Linked DNA regions of Mus musculus: regions 2 and 3 are each linked to region 1. Evidence: chromatin contacts called from public Hi-C and HiChIP or PLAC-seq data. All regions are on one chromosome and are shown on one strand. The core of a region is the stretch at or near the end of the contact, and the rest is flanking DNA. Distances in the headings are between cores, read along the strand shown. Region 1 has its middle 100 kb from the start of Gm30662. Region 2 overlaps Tnfsf11 (tumor necrosis factor (ligand) superfamily, member 11). Region 3 overlaps Dgkh (diacylglycerol kinase, eta).

Region 1 (4,102 bases), core at 864-3,363:
ATTTATAAACAGAAATGGTTTGTTTTGGTGGGTCTTATCCATAAGCAATTTTGCTCATCTATTTTTGTTAATTGGTTAGTTTGTTTGTTTGTTTGCTTGTTTGTTTTGAACACGTGGTAAGGATCATAGGATGACAGGTCAGAACTACTCACCTCATGGCAAAGGAACAAAAGATAAAATGGGTGGATCTATAACCTCCTTTGATAACATCCCCCTCTAATGATCTAAAAACCTCCCACTAGGCTCTTCCTCTTAAAGGTTCATCACCACACAAAAGCACATTCCAAAAGACCAAACTGCTAATTCGTTGGCTTTGGGGCACATTTAGGACCCAGACTATAGCAAATTTCAAAACTGTGTGGAGAGGATTCCCCACCCTTTAAAGTTAGTGTATATACTAATAGAAAAGAAGACACAACATGTGCAAAGACAGTATATTAAAAATAAAACATCGAAAACATATGTATAGGGTAAACTTCATGGGGATTTCACAGGAGGAAGAACAGAGACATCAAGCTGGGATATCAAGGAAGGAGCAATTCTAGCAGAAGGCCGAAGGCTAAGATGGGTTTTGATGAGATAAGAATATATCACAGATGGAGCAAAGGTTCAGAATAAAGTACCCCGGATAAAACAAGGCACTCAGGAAATACTTGAGGCTTTCCATACTGTGGTTGTTTGAATAAGAATGAGCCCCCCATAGGCTCCTATGTTTGAATACTTGGTTCTCAGAAAGTGGAACTGTTTGGGAAGGATTAGAAGGTATGGCCTTGTCGGAAGAGGTGTGTCATTGGAGGTAGGATTTGAGGTTTTTATGACATTCCCAATATTCTCATTCTCTCTCTCTCTCTCTCTCTCTCTCTCTCTCTCTCTCTCTCTCAAGATGCTAGTTCTCATCAGCTTCTCCAGCCACCTGCCACCATGCCTTGCTCCCCCATCATAGATTCTAACCCTCTGACCCTATAAATCCATTAAACATTTTTTTTCCGCTCATGATGTTTTGTCACAGCAACAGTAAAGTAACTAAGACACGGGCTCATTTATAACTGAGCAACCATTAAAACTTAAGATTCTGGAACAGAGAGAGAAGAAAACCTCTCTGTACTACTCCTTGCATAATGGTGTCTTTGCTTTGGCATAGAAGAAAGTACAACCATGATTCTCTAACTCCAGAAACAGAGCAGACGGCAAGGAAAAGAAAGGCAAAAATAAATAAATAAATAAATAAATAAAACATACAGAAAGAGAACCATCTGTGTTTTCTGGGTTAGCCTTTCTTCCAATGTGTAATTATGACTCCAAGAGCTGGGCTGGCCATTCAGAGGGATGATGGTCCAGGTCAAGCAATAACCCACAGAAGAGGAAATCAGCATCCAGACATTAGACTGCATTTGCATAGTTTTTCCTTACAGGAGGTTTGTGTTGCCAACTAAAAACTAGATACTTCCTCAATACATCTTAATTTGATAGGAGACATCAAATTCACAAATCTTCAGCATAGCCTAAAGCAGTGCCAACCGCCCCATCCCTAGAATAAAACACGAGACTATATTATTTTCATTTTGTAGGAAACACTGAAAGTTCAGGGCTGGAAAATTGTGTGTGGGCTGATGCCTGATGGTGCAGCCGGTTATTATGTAGTGACTCACAATAAATTTCCAGAGCTACCACACCTCAAAGCTAAACTCACTCAAACCAAACAGTAAACTATTAGCAGGGATATTTTTGTAACCATAATTTCTAGCCTTTTAAATATTATTTTAAAAGACATGCAACATGGCCAATTTTGTAAAAGCCGTAGCCTTTTCTTTTATAGCGTCCATGGTTTAGAATATTCATCTCTCAAAAAAATAAAAAATGAAAACATGCTCTGGGAGTGTTTTAAGGATTTTTTTTTTTTTTAGCTAACTCGGTCAACTAGCACAATGGTGAGGCAGAAACTCTGTCCTGCCAGCCAGCCTTAGCCCCTCATCACAGGGAAAACTCAGAGGACTCCTATGACCATGGCAGCATCTGCCCCAGGTACCATAAAGGAAGTCTCTTCACAGAAGACCATGCAGATGCTGGCTCGACACAGGAAGTGCTGCTGGTGGCAGACACCCGGTTCTAAGAAAGACTGTAAAATAGGCTGCTAAGCATTTCCCTGACCCGGAACAAAGCAACTGACAAACCATGCATAGATCGACTAAGGCCCTCCAACTTCATGCCTGACTCCAGGTTTGGGTACCTACAGAGACACACCACGTATCTGCAAAGATCCACAATGAAATTGCATCTGTCTGTGCCCCAAGAGCCCTGTTTAAATGGATATTCTAAGAACATCTGAACAGCTTCCTGAGAGACTCAGCCTGGAGCTCTTATGAGCATCAGAATGGACAGGCTTCTCTCATTTCTGCTTAGCCCCGTGAGGCATGCTGTTGGGTCTGTGAGGCACATGCTTGCATGGACTACTGTGCTAGGTGCTCTGGCTCTGCGTTTTTGAGCTTGGAGCATCACACAGACATATTATTCAGATGGAGTGGATGAAATGAATAATTTACAGTGTGTGTTTTGCTGTCCCCTTTGTTCCCATCTCTCAAAGGTCTCAAATGTGTCATAAAAGACATTCCTAGAGTGACATCCTCCCATTCTTTTCTAAGCATAGAATTAATGAAGCGAATGAGTGTCATGAAACCTTCCAAAACTCCCCACTGGGGTGGGGGTGGGTGTCAACAAAGGCCAGCCAAAAGAGCTAGCTGTTCAGGTGGGGCAGAGGCCAGCAACAGGAGACAGAAGAGAATCCTGGCACACCGCAGACAGAGTGGGGTTTTTCTCGGTTAGGAATGCAAACCTAACCTCAGCTCTCAAAAAGGAATTGGATGCAAAGAGCTGCAGGGCACAGAGGAGTCAGGGCAGTGGGGGTAGAGCCATGTCTGCCCTCTGCCCAGGTTTGTTTGCCTTAAACTGAACAGCAACTAAGAACTAACGGCTTCCCTGGTTGTTTTGGGATTAAAAGCCAAGGGTGGCAGAAGAAATGGGTTGTGCACTGTAAAAAAATAGGCAGAAGGTACAGCCTCACAGGCAGTCACATCTCCCTCCTGAACAGAGAGATAGAGATCCTGTTCTCCCAGGGCTCCAAGTGCCCTTCCTGCTTCAATGTCAGTGGTGGCTCTGCATACTGGGCCCTCTTTGTAGTGGGCAATCCCATCACCTCTCTGTAGGATTTCTCTTACTCCAGCACTCCCTGTTCCACCCAGGTCAGGACCAGAGGTCTAGAGTCTCCCTACAATCCATGCCTTGCTCGCCCACCTCAAAGACCTTCTAGCTAATAAAACACCACCTCCCTGTCACTGGCTGTCCTGTCCTCCTAAGGTTCCCGTGTTCTGCTCCCTAAAGATAGTCTGTGTTGTTGTGGCACCCATAGTAGGACTTCGGGCTACCCTTGGACTGTGACTTATGGAAAAGAACAAAGTCCTGGTCTTCCAGCAGTCCTCCTCTTTTCTTCTAGTTGGTTTTATATGCCAGCTGCACATGCCGTGCCCAGCTTTACCGTTCTGTGGGCCTCGACGAAGAACATCCACAACTGTTGATGGAAGAAGACACACTTAGAAGATCTCTACCCTGTCACTCCCAGAAAGCCTACCTGTTCCACAGACACCCACCCCCTACTACACAGAGCACAAGCCACTAGACATTTTCCTTCATCTTCTTTGTAGAGTCTCGAAGCCACTTATGCTCTTTTGGCTTCTGAGTTCTTTCTTCCCCACAGCAAGAACAAGGCTGACGGTGAGTGAAGACTTAGTCAGGAGCTCTTGCCTTCTCAGTCAGTCTCACTGCGGAAAAGGTACTCTGGCTTCTTGAGCCAAGTGATGGGGGGAGGTGGGCACTCTTAAGTGAGAGAGCTGTACACCAGGTGTCCTGAAGGGACATCCTCTGCTGCTGACCCTTTCTGCAAAAGGAACATAATGACTCCACTTCCTAGATGGCTCCTGAGCCAAAAGACACCCTGCTTTGTGGTCTCCTTAGGCAACCAAAGAAAGGCCAGTGCCTATCCATTGAGTTTCATGAACAGCTGAGAATGTCTAAAAATCAGACGTGCATAAGTAGGTGGGGCCCAGATGGG
Region 2 (4,685 bases), core at 1,311-3,810, 140 kb before region 1:
TCCAAAGATGCTGTAAGGTGGACTCTAACCCACAGCATGCTTTGAGAAACGGGATTGCTAAATGAGTGTTTTCATGAGTCAGGTCCACTCAAAGAGTTACATTTCTATCCCACACATTGAAACATAGTAACGCCTTATGTTTTCAGCCAACCAAGTTTTCCCTTGTAGTATCCTTTAGAATTATATGAAACGCATAGAATAAACATCCCAGAAGCCTGGACAGATCTTAGAGTGTGGAACAGAGCAGAGTCCTCTTCCCTCCCTACCACCCCCCTTGCCTAGATCCCACTATCAAGTTTTGCTCTAGAAAACCCAGTTTTCTACCTGACTTCCCTATCTTAGAAGATCAACAATCTGCCTTCCCAGAACACAGCTACCTGCGAAACACACACACTCGCGCGCACACACACACACACACACACACACACACACACACACACACACACACACACCTATCTTGATTTGTATAAACTATCCAGGACAACAAGAATCTTTAACCTTGTGAGAGCTAATAAGAAATACCATGAATTAATGAACGAATTTATGGTCAAACTGTAACAAGTAGTCTTTTCAAAAAGATGTATTCATTTTTAGATAAGCATAATTTAGGCCAAAACGATAACAGCTTCCTTTAACAGAACAAGGAAAGGGAACAAGACAGAAGGAAAAGAGGAAAGTGAATAAAGTGGGCATCCCCCCCCAAAATTGCAGCCAAGTCAAGGATAAATGTTCGGACACAGTGCCACCTAGTGGACATTGTCCCAATTGACAGTCCCAGGTTTTCCAATGGGGAAGTTTCAACACTGAGTGCTCTGTCAAAGTAGATTACATTAATTTTTTTCATCTTTTCTGTCAGAGTACATCTGCAGAGACATGAAAACAACTGATTTGATTTTTTTTCTTAATTTCAACTGTAGTTTAACTCATAGGAAAAAATGCTGGGATTTCACAATCTCTCCTCCAGGGAGCACGGCATACAAAAGATCAATTGTGTAACTGTGGTCTTGACTTTGTGCGACTTTTCTTAAACAGGACATCCAAAAGAGTGTGGTTCCCAGGAGTGTGATAGCGAAAGCATCCAGTCTCCTAGGACCTAGCTCCCTTCAGACCCCTGCATGGCCTTTTAAATGATTTAGGAGGGTTGGTTTTTTGTTGGTTTTTTTTTTCCAAACCCAGGAAATAGCTGCTCATCTTGAGAAGTTGGGCCCACTTATGGGAGGCCACACTGGTAAGAATAAATACCAAACTCTGAGTTGTACTTGAAAGTCCTTGGCTGGCTCTAGGGATTTCAACACTTCCAACCAATTTCTAAACCGCCTTTACAAACTGCCAAATAACTAACTACTAGGAACAAGACCCCGAGTATATAAGATTAAATTGGTTTTATGTTTGTTTGACTGCAATCTGGATACCATCCTTCTAAATAATAAAAATATATGTCCCAGCTGCCTAGGTTCCATGTAAAAGGTCAAGTTATTGGAGTCTGGGTTTATCAGTCTGAAATCCCATTTGGACTGTGATAGGAATCACGTGATCCATTGGTACCTGTCAATCAAATCACGGGAGAAGCAATTTGTACAGCCAGATGCTCCCGACACTAGACACTATCGCAGCAGTCAGTAGCAAGGGTCTCAGGTGGCTGCCTCCCTCTGCAATACCACAGCAGCTGCAGGGACATCTGGCTGGTTGAACAAGGATTTAACACCCCGCTTGCCAGATATAATACAGGGTTCATACACTTGTTAACATATGTAATGCATTCATTTTAACATCTTAATGATACCCTTCATGTAATTCTTCTCCAACCTAGTTACAAGAATAGTGCATTCATCAGCCAGTTAGCACTTGAATGCCACACTCCCGGCTCTTTCTGGAAATGAATAGTCCATTTCCCACTCCTGCTGGGAAGTCCTGTGGACTTCTACTTGGTAAATAGCTCAGAAATCCTATCTCCTCCTCCCGGGCCCAGGCTGCAGCATCAAGATCCCATCACTCCTCAGGAAGACAATTGCCTCTTCCTACCTAATCTCACAGTCTTTGTGCCACAGACAGATGCATGGATGGTGGCAGGAAAAAGCATCTTAAGTACAAGGGGAACTTGTCCCTCCTCTTCTTGAAATCACTTGGTGACTTCAGGAACAAGTACAGTCCTAAGGTTTATAAGGCCCCCTCACGACTGGGCCTCTGTGATATTGCAAGATAGATAGAGGGAGAGACAGACAGACAGACAGACAGACAGAGACAGAGAGACAGAGAGAGACAGAGAGAGAGAGAGAAGGAGGAGGAGGAGGGAGAGAGAGAGACAGAGAGACACAGAGAGACAGAGAGAAGAAGAAGAAAGAGGAGGAGGACGACGAGGACGAGGAGGACGAGGAGGACGAGGACGAGGAGGAAGAGGGAGAGGGAGAGAGAGAGAGAAGGAGGGAGGAAGGGAGGGAGGGAGAGGGGGGATAGGAGCATCTTCTGTTATTCATAAACCTTTTTCAACCAGACCTATTCATGCCAATGAGATAACTCAAGGGATGGGAGCTGGTTGCCAAAGCAACCAAGTACACGATTAGGAGATAGGAATTTTGCAAGGCGTATCCCACTGTCCTTCCACATCTTAAGACTTAGAAACTGTTTTGGTCAAGGGGAAAACTGGAACACTTGCTATCTGAAGTCTTTGGGTGTAGAGAAAGCAATAAGCTGTTAACTGAGCTGACTGCCTGGCTTCATAGCTCTTCCTCCCCTGTGGGCCACCTCCTCCCTCAAGGATGCTGGCAGCACTGTGGGTAGATGCCGGCAGTACTGTGTGGAGCTGCTTCTGATGGTGCCGGGTGCCAGAACCTGGCTTCCCATTCATGGGCACCATTGATACCTGCTGCTCCTTTTGCTAAACCTGAGAATCTTGAGGAGAAAAGACCAAATCCACGATTGTCCAATTAAAGCAAGCAAGCTGTAGTTTGGGATGCACCACGAACTCGTCAGCCAGATGACTCACCCTAAGTCTCAGGATTCAAGAGAGCAGCCCCTGCTGGCCTCATGAAATTCCTTTTTTTTTTTTTTTAAGAAGAGGTAAGGTGTTCACAGGGGTGAGAGTTGGCTATTATATACATTGTTAGAAAGAATGATAGGGATGGAACGAGGGTACAGTGTACATCACGTACACGGGGTTGCAGTTTACATCAGATTTAAGAAATGGGTGCTTGGTTCCAGATCCTGGGTCAAGGGACTGAGATGCTTATCTTACACACCAAAGCAGACCTGGCCTCCAGGTTCTCCCAGCATCCCTCAGTCCCTAGCTGGCATACTCTGCCCCCAACCGTGAACTTTCCAGCCCAGGGGCTGGGCTGCCCTTCCCTTAGGGGCTCTTCTCTATATAATCCACACATTTTGTTCTCCTCCCTCTCTTCTCTCTCTCTCTCTCTCTCTCTCTCTCTCTCTCTCTCTCTCTCTCTCTCTCTCCCCTTCTCTCTGTTCATGCACACTTTCTCTCTTTAGTTCCCCCCTCTCCTCTCTCTCTTCCAATGGCGACTTCCCTGGCCTCCTTCCCAGGGGCCAGAGAACTCGCCCAAGAGTAGCTTCCCAACAAACCTTTCTTTAATATAATCTAATCTGGCTGGAATTGGCTCATTTGACCAGCGGAGAAATAACTTATCAACAGAAACCTATTCTTAATTACAAATAGAAACCTTAATTTGCAAGGGCTTAACATAGGACAAACAGGAACTTATTTTTAACTGCCTTAAATGCAAAAAGAACCCTTAACATGCAAGGAATATTGTTTCTGTTTTGGTTCCCCATTGACTTGCAAGGTGTATCGTTCCTGGTTTGGTCTTGTACCTAGCCAGAATGCCCTAGTGGTACCTTCAGTGAGTCATCTTTAGGCACAAAGCTTTTTCACCTCCAAGAACTGGAAGAGCAACTACCGTGTCGCTGTACAACCCCTGCCAGAGCAGGACTTAGAATCCTTATCTCGGCTCTCCCTGACCCTAAAGCTCATACCCAGAGAGAGATGGTTATTTGTCCTTAGTTAAGATGGTGCAGGTCCTTAGGTGGAGTCCTTGAGTCCCCAAAGCTAAGACTGTAGAGCCCTCTTCTGTCACCAGAGATGCCCCTCACCTTAGCCCCGGGAGAGCTCTCAGAATGAACACAACTCCTCACCATCCCCATGAGGGAGGGATGAAGTCCAGCAGCTCAGGAAAAGAAGGAGAGGGCAAAGGCAGAAGGGGTTTCTAACCCACTGAACCTGAGGGTCGGACCTCCTCCTGCTCTCTGAGCCAATGCCATGGACGTCTTTGAAAGCTCCTGGTGAAGAACTTGGCCGTGACGGCCACATGGGTACCATTTCTTCCAGGAGTGAGCAGAAGAGACGTTCTACAACTGCTGATGTACTTTCTACACCGAGAGCCCGCCCGAGGAGCTATGCGTCCTTGTTTTCATAAAGAAGAGTGATGCTTTTCCTGGAAGGGCAATGGGTACTCTGGGAATAGAAAATTAGTTTTTATTGTTTAACCTTCATGGTTTAAATGAGGAAGCTTCTGCAGTGGTTAAAGGTCTCCTTGGGCTTTGATTTAGCAAATGCCTTATGACAGCGGTATTAGTCTTCGTAAAAGCCCAACTTTAAAGTGTCTTCTATTATGCTACGCATTTTTAAAGGGGAGGGGGGGTATGCAGGGGCTCAACGGAGGAGTGTGGCGTGC
Region 3 (4,386 bases), core at 655-3,154, 190 kb after region 1:
CACACATCCACCAAAACATATTCCTTCTCTCTTTTTATAAATACAACATGGGGGACACTTGGCTGCTCCTAAAGACACCTGCCAGCCCTCACCAATGCCTAGCTCTCAGCATCCTCCCCTCCTCCCAGTCACATGCCTTCTTCCTTTGACTAATGTCTCCCCTTAATGTCATTCTGTCCATACCCACTGACCTTTAGTAAACCTTAGGTCCTCCACCAATAACCTCCAGAAATCACACAAGGAGAGACACTCAGAGACTGAGAGAATACAGGAGTCCTCCATGAGAAGACATCCGCCACCCCCACAGAAAATGTATACATATACCATCACACACAGTCACCGAAAGGGGGTGAAGGACCTAAGGTGTATCCTCACAGTGAAAATGTCAGGCAGTTCACAGTCATGTTTAGACTTTAAGTTATACAGCATCACAGAACGGTCAACAAAATTCCCTTAGCATTTATCAAGGTCAGCCCAAGACCCTTCCGGGCTGAAGTACTAAACAGACCCCCTTTAGTTAGGTCATGCACTGTGTGTGTATTTTCTATGAAGATAAGTCTCTGATATTTGTATTTTACATCTATGCAAGTTTATGTGACATACACTTAAAATACTTTTGTACACATTTTAGAATTTGAAAGTTAGGCTAACAAGTTTGGAATTGATATCAGAAAGCTGAATAACATCAGGAAGTTTTGTGTTAAAATCTCTAATTAAGGAGCATATCTTTAATCCCAGCACTCAGGAGGGAGAGACAAGCTATCCCCTGTAAGTCCCAGGCCAGCCTAGTTCTCACAGACTTCAGCCAGGGCCTCACAGTCCTGTCTCAAAAAGCAAAAAAACAAAACAAACAAACAACAACAGATAAAGAGAAAGTTAAGCTAGAGCCATAACTTAATGAGGAGGGCCTGCTCTTCTATAGAGTCAATCACCAGCACCATTCAAAAAGAACAATACTGAACCTAAAGTCGACAAAGCTCAAATGTAGGGACGCATGAGAGCAACAAAGATGTCTAACGGAAAGTGTAATTTTTCTAGGTTTGTTGGTTTAGTTTGGTTTTCGGAGACAGGGTTTCTCAGTGTGGCCCTAGCTGTCCTGGACCTCCAAAGGCAGAGTTCCAATTGTCTCTGCCTCCCAAGTACTGGGATTAAAATTGTGCGCCACTACCACCTAGCTTGGACATTAATTTCATGAGCAGCAGAGCCAGGCACATCTCTCTCATGCTTAGAACTGAATTTTACTCGAGTAGGATTTATCATAAATGAATTACCCTAAATAAGGCCCTCCGTTCATTAAATCAAACACCTGAGCTGGGTTGAGCAACTGTTTAAAGCGACGAAGGAACTTCACTCCCTGATTATCTCCACTCTTAGAGTTGACGAACACCAAGAGGGGGCTGACACAGAACGAAAAGGTTGCTCGACAGAAACCTGCAAAAACAAGCCCGGGACAAGATTAATATGCACTTCTTCTCTCTTCAATTATTAATAGGTATTCAGAAAAGGAAGAAAAATGGGTGAAAGCAAGGAACCTTCCTTCCTTAATGCTGGCGCATCACCGTAACCTAGTCCCCTGGCTAAACGGTTCAGTATCTGCATCCTAGCAATCTAAAACTCATGTTTTAGCATATACTTTGCAGTGAGGAACCACATCACAGACAATAACCACCAACCTTACCAATCTTGATAAGGAAAGGAAAGCTAAGGGTTTACAGTTCTCAAACGACTCATGCCCATACTTGGTATTTTACAATATTCTAATTGTTCTTTGTATAGGTCTAAGAAAATACGTTAAAATGAATGAAGGATCTATTGGGGGTGGGGAGAGCTGTCAAGAACACATCCCCTGAGCTTCGCAGCCATCTGCACAGCTGTTACACGCCTGTGCAGGAAGCACAACAGAAGACTAAAACGACACATTGCAGAAGCCATTTGTAACGTGGCGTGCAGAGGAGGAAGTAACGAGTGTCCCATTCTAAAACCGGTGATGTCACAAAGTCTCCTCTGCACTTACAGTTAAGCCCTGGCCAGATTCTAGAAATAGCAAATGCATTTAGAGGAATACAGATTCCTGCAATTAAATGACAGGAGAGCAAATCTTAATAGGAGCCCATGCTAATGGGCAGTTTCAATTATGGTGAGAGAACACAGACACGTTAACCTTTCAGGAGTTCAGTACAAAATGACGGTCCCCCTTCATTTGTTGGGATGTGAAAAAAAACAAAAACCAATAACCTGCAAGTCTTGTGTACAATGATCTGGCCAAAGTGTTAATGGCTGCACTACAACTTTCCTTTCAAAATATTCATTTGAGCTGGGGATGTAGCTCTGTGGTTGGACGTATGCTTAGCTCTTCAGGATCATTTATGCCCAGCATCACAAGAATCAACTAATTAAGCAACCAAATATACCGTCCAGCATTTATAAAAACTGACCAGAATAATCAATTACAATGTATCATATGAAATTCAATCAACAGTAAATACGCTAGAAATACACATACTTACTACTGCTACGTACCATCAGAGTCTGTGCTATTTAGTGCAATCGGAGGTATGATGGAGACTTTACACTGGCCAAGGGGACAGACGGGATGGTACACATCTTTGCAGGCAGTGTGCACCTGACAATAAACAAAGAAACCTTCAAGAACTGTAAAAACAACAAACCAACACGTGATAAATGACCCCGACAGACCTGTCTGTTCAGGATCAACATCATCACAAAATGTTCAGTGTTTAGGAAACCACTGAAGGTGTATTTACCCTTCTGGGAAATAAGCTTGCACTGTATGTGAGTGACTCTGCCCAGAGCAGTCTACTCCTATGGTTATCTAAAGTAAGTGTTATGTAGTGAGTGCATGCTTAGTGGAGGGAAGCCGGAAGAGATGATATGGAGGAGGAAGAGAGGGAGAGTGGGGAGGGAAGAAAGAGGAAGGATGGAGGGACAGTATCTCAATGTCATGGTCATAAAATTTAATAAAAATAAATAAAATCTGCCATGTGCAAGCTCTTTCTGCAGTGATCCTACAACCTCCTAGTCTAATTTATCTTAGCTTATGTATTTATGTGTGCTGATACAAGCACATGCATGACTCCTTCCTCAGCTAGACCACTGCCCTGCAAGAAAGAAGCAGAAGACTCAAGCCAACTAGAGACATTCTGAGCGAGGAAACACAGGGTTACCTCACCATGGTGGAGCGTGGCTTCTCAGAATAGCTTGTGTGCCCATCTACAGAGCCTTTTAAACATGTCAGCTAGTCAAGCAGACGTTCCACGGACACTGACTGAATATGGCTTTATTTAATTGGTCCTTTAAGACATACATGCATTGACTAAGCCAAACCTTTCAGGAGGATAACTAAAATGTGATGAAGACTTTCATTCTCCCGATGACCTATCTGGGGACAATTCTCAACTATGACATAATCATTAACAAAAAAATGTTTTCTAGAAAAATTAACATGAACAGGTAGTTCTGAGGGTGTTCTGTTTTGTTTGCCAAGACAGGGTTTCTCCGTGTGGCCCAGGCTATCCTCGAACTCCATCTGTAGACCAGGCTGGCATGGAACTCAGATATCCACCTTCCTCTGCCTCCTGAGTGCTGAGATTAAACCATTGCTTGGTGAGACGGTTTCAAAATTAAACATGTGTGAGAATCGTGGAGCAGCACAGAAAGAGATCCGCGCAACCCTGCCTGGGGAGAGCAGGGCTAACATGGACAGACTCTGTTCATTACAGTACACGTCGAACCACCAGGGTGGTAGACCTTCCGGCTTCTGTTGGCCCTTTAGATGACAGTAGCAAGCATTGGGCATCCTCATGTACAATGACTCATGCAAAGCAAGCACACCGTCAGCGAAAGCATATAGGATGTATGAGGCCAAGACAGCCGTCTCAGGGAACGGCGAGAGAGGCCAGCATGTGTAACTGACATGGGATAGGGTGGAAATAATTAAGGTCACAGTTAAGTTTGCCAGGGAAGAACAGAGAAAAAAAGACATTCCAGAAAGCCAACATGCATCACCTATAACAGCAATGCCATTCTATACTATTTTTCTAAATGCACACACACACACACACACACACACACTGCAGAGGAAGACAACCTGCACAAAGCCTCTATGAAACCATTCAGCACATATCGATGTGCTTTCGAAAAGTCAGAAATGAACAGCTAAGCCCCAGAGGAGAGAAGCAGCAATAAATGCACAGCTGACAGAGGCAGCAGGAATCGGGAGGAGCACGGAGCCCCCAAAAGAAATGGCAGGTGAAAGGAAGATTTAAAATGTAGGTTGTACCAGGAGCTGGAGAGACGGGGAGTGGCTGAGAGCAGGAGCTGCCCGGTTCCCAGCACAGGGAAGGGGACTTAGAACCTTCCTGTCAC

What was found. HiChIP or PLAC-seq counts read pairs in DNA pulled down with a chosen protein or histone mark. Hi-C and Micro-C count contacts between places; a contact is called where the count stands out from the background.
Region 2: a contact with region 1 is called in a RAD21 HiChIP or PLAC-seq map of pro-B cells, with 3 times the contacts expected there. The contact joins two enhancer-like sites. A contact is called at or near these places in 4 of 15 datasets of contacts at CTCF or cohesin (CD8 T cells, the NIH/3T3 cell line, large pre-B cells and 1 more), 12 of 484 Hi-C or Micro-C datasets (CD4 T cells, CD8 T cells, Th1 cells and 9 more) and 9 of 115 datasets of contacts at active chromatin or transcription factors (the 230-238 cell line, CD8 T cells, DN3 thymocytes and 5 more).
Region 3: a Hi-C map of CD4 T cells shows a contact between it and region 1, with 3 times the contacts expected there. The contact joins two enhancer-like sites. A contact is called at or near these places in 1 of 484 Hi-C or Micro-C datasets (CD4 T cells) and 1 of 9 other capture datasets (pancreatic islet).

What each region holds. Positions count from the first base shown.
Region 1 is chr14:78,430,013-78,434,114 of GRCm38.p6, forward strand. No RefSeq gene overlaps it. Among named protein-coding and RNA genes, the nearest start is that of Gm30662, 100 kb to the left of the region's middle. Within about 2 kb of position 2,114, at least 49 of the 459 cell types and tissues checked have an H3K27ac peak or open chromatin away from gene starts, as enhancers often do. A contact at or near this core is called in pro-B cells, where this site is marked.
Region 2 is chr14:78,287,346-78,292,030 of GRCm38.p6, forward strand. All of the region lies in intron 2 of Tnfsf11 (tumor necrosis factor (ligand) superfamily, member 11), which reads right to left. Among named protein-coding and RNA genes, the nearest start is that of Tnfsf11, 18 kb to the right of the region's middle. Within about 2 kb of position 2,561, at least 27 of the 459 cell types and tissues checked have an H3K27ac peak or open chromatin away from gene starts, as enhancers often do. A contact at or near this core is called in pro-B cells, where this site is marked.
Region 3 is chr14:78,617,252-78,621,637 of GRCm38.p6, forward strand. Dgkh (diacylglycerol kinase, eta) reads right to left here. Exons shown (of 30, transcript NM_001081336.2): 9 at 2,521-2,623; 10 at 1,272-1,431. Among named protein-coding and RNA genes, the nearest start is that of Gm26251, 16 kb to the left of the region's middle. Within about 2 kb of position 1,905, at least 25 of the 459 cell types and tissues checked have an H3K27ac peak or open chromatin away from gene starts, as enhancers often do.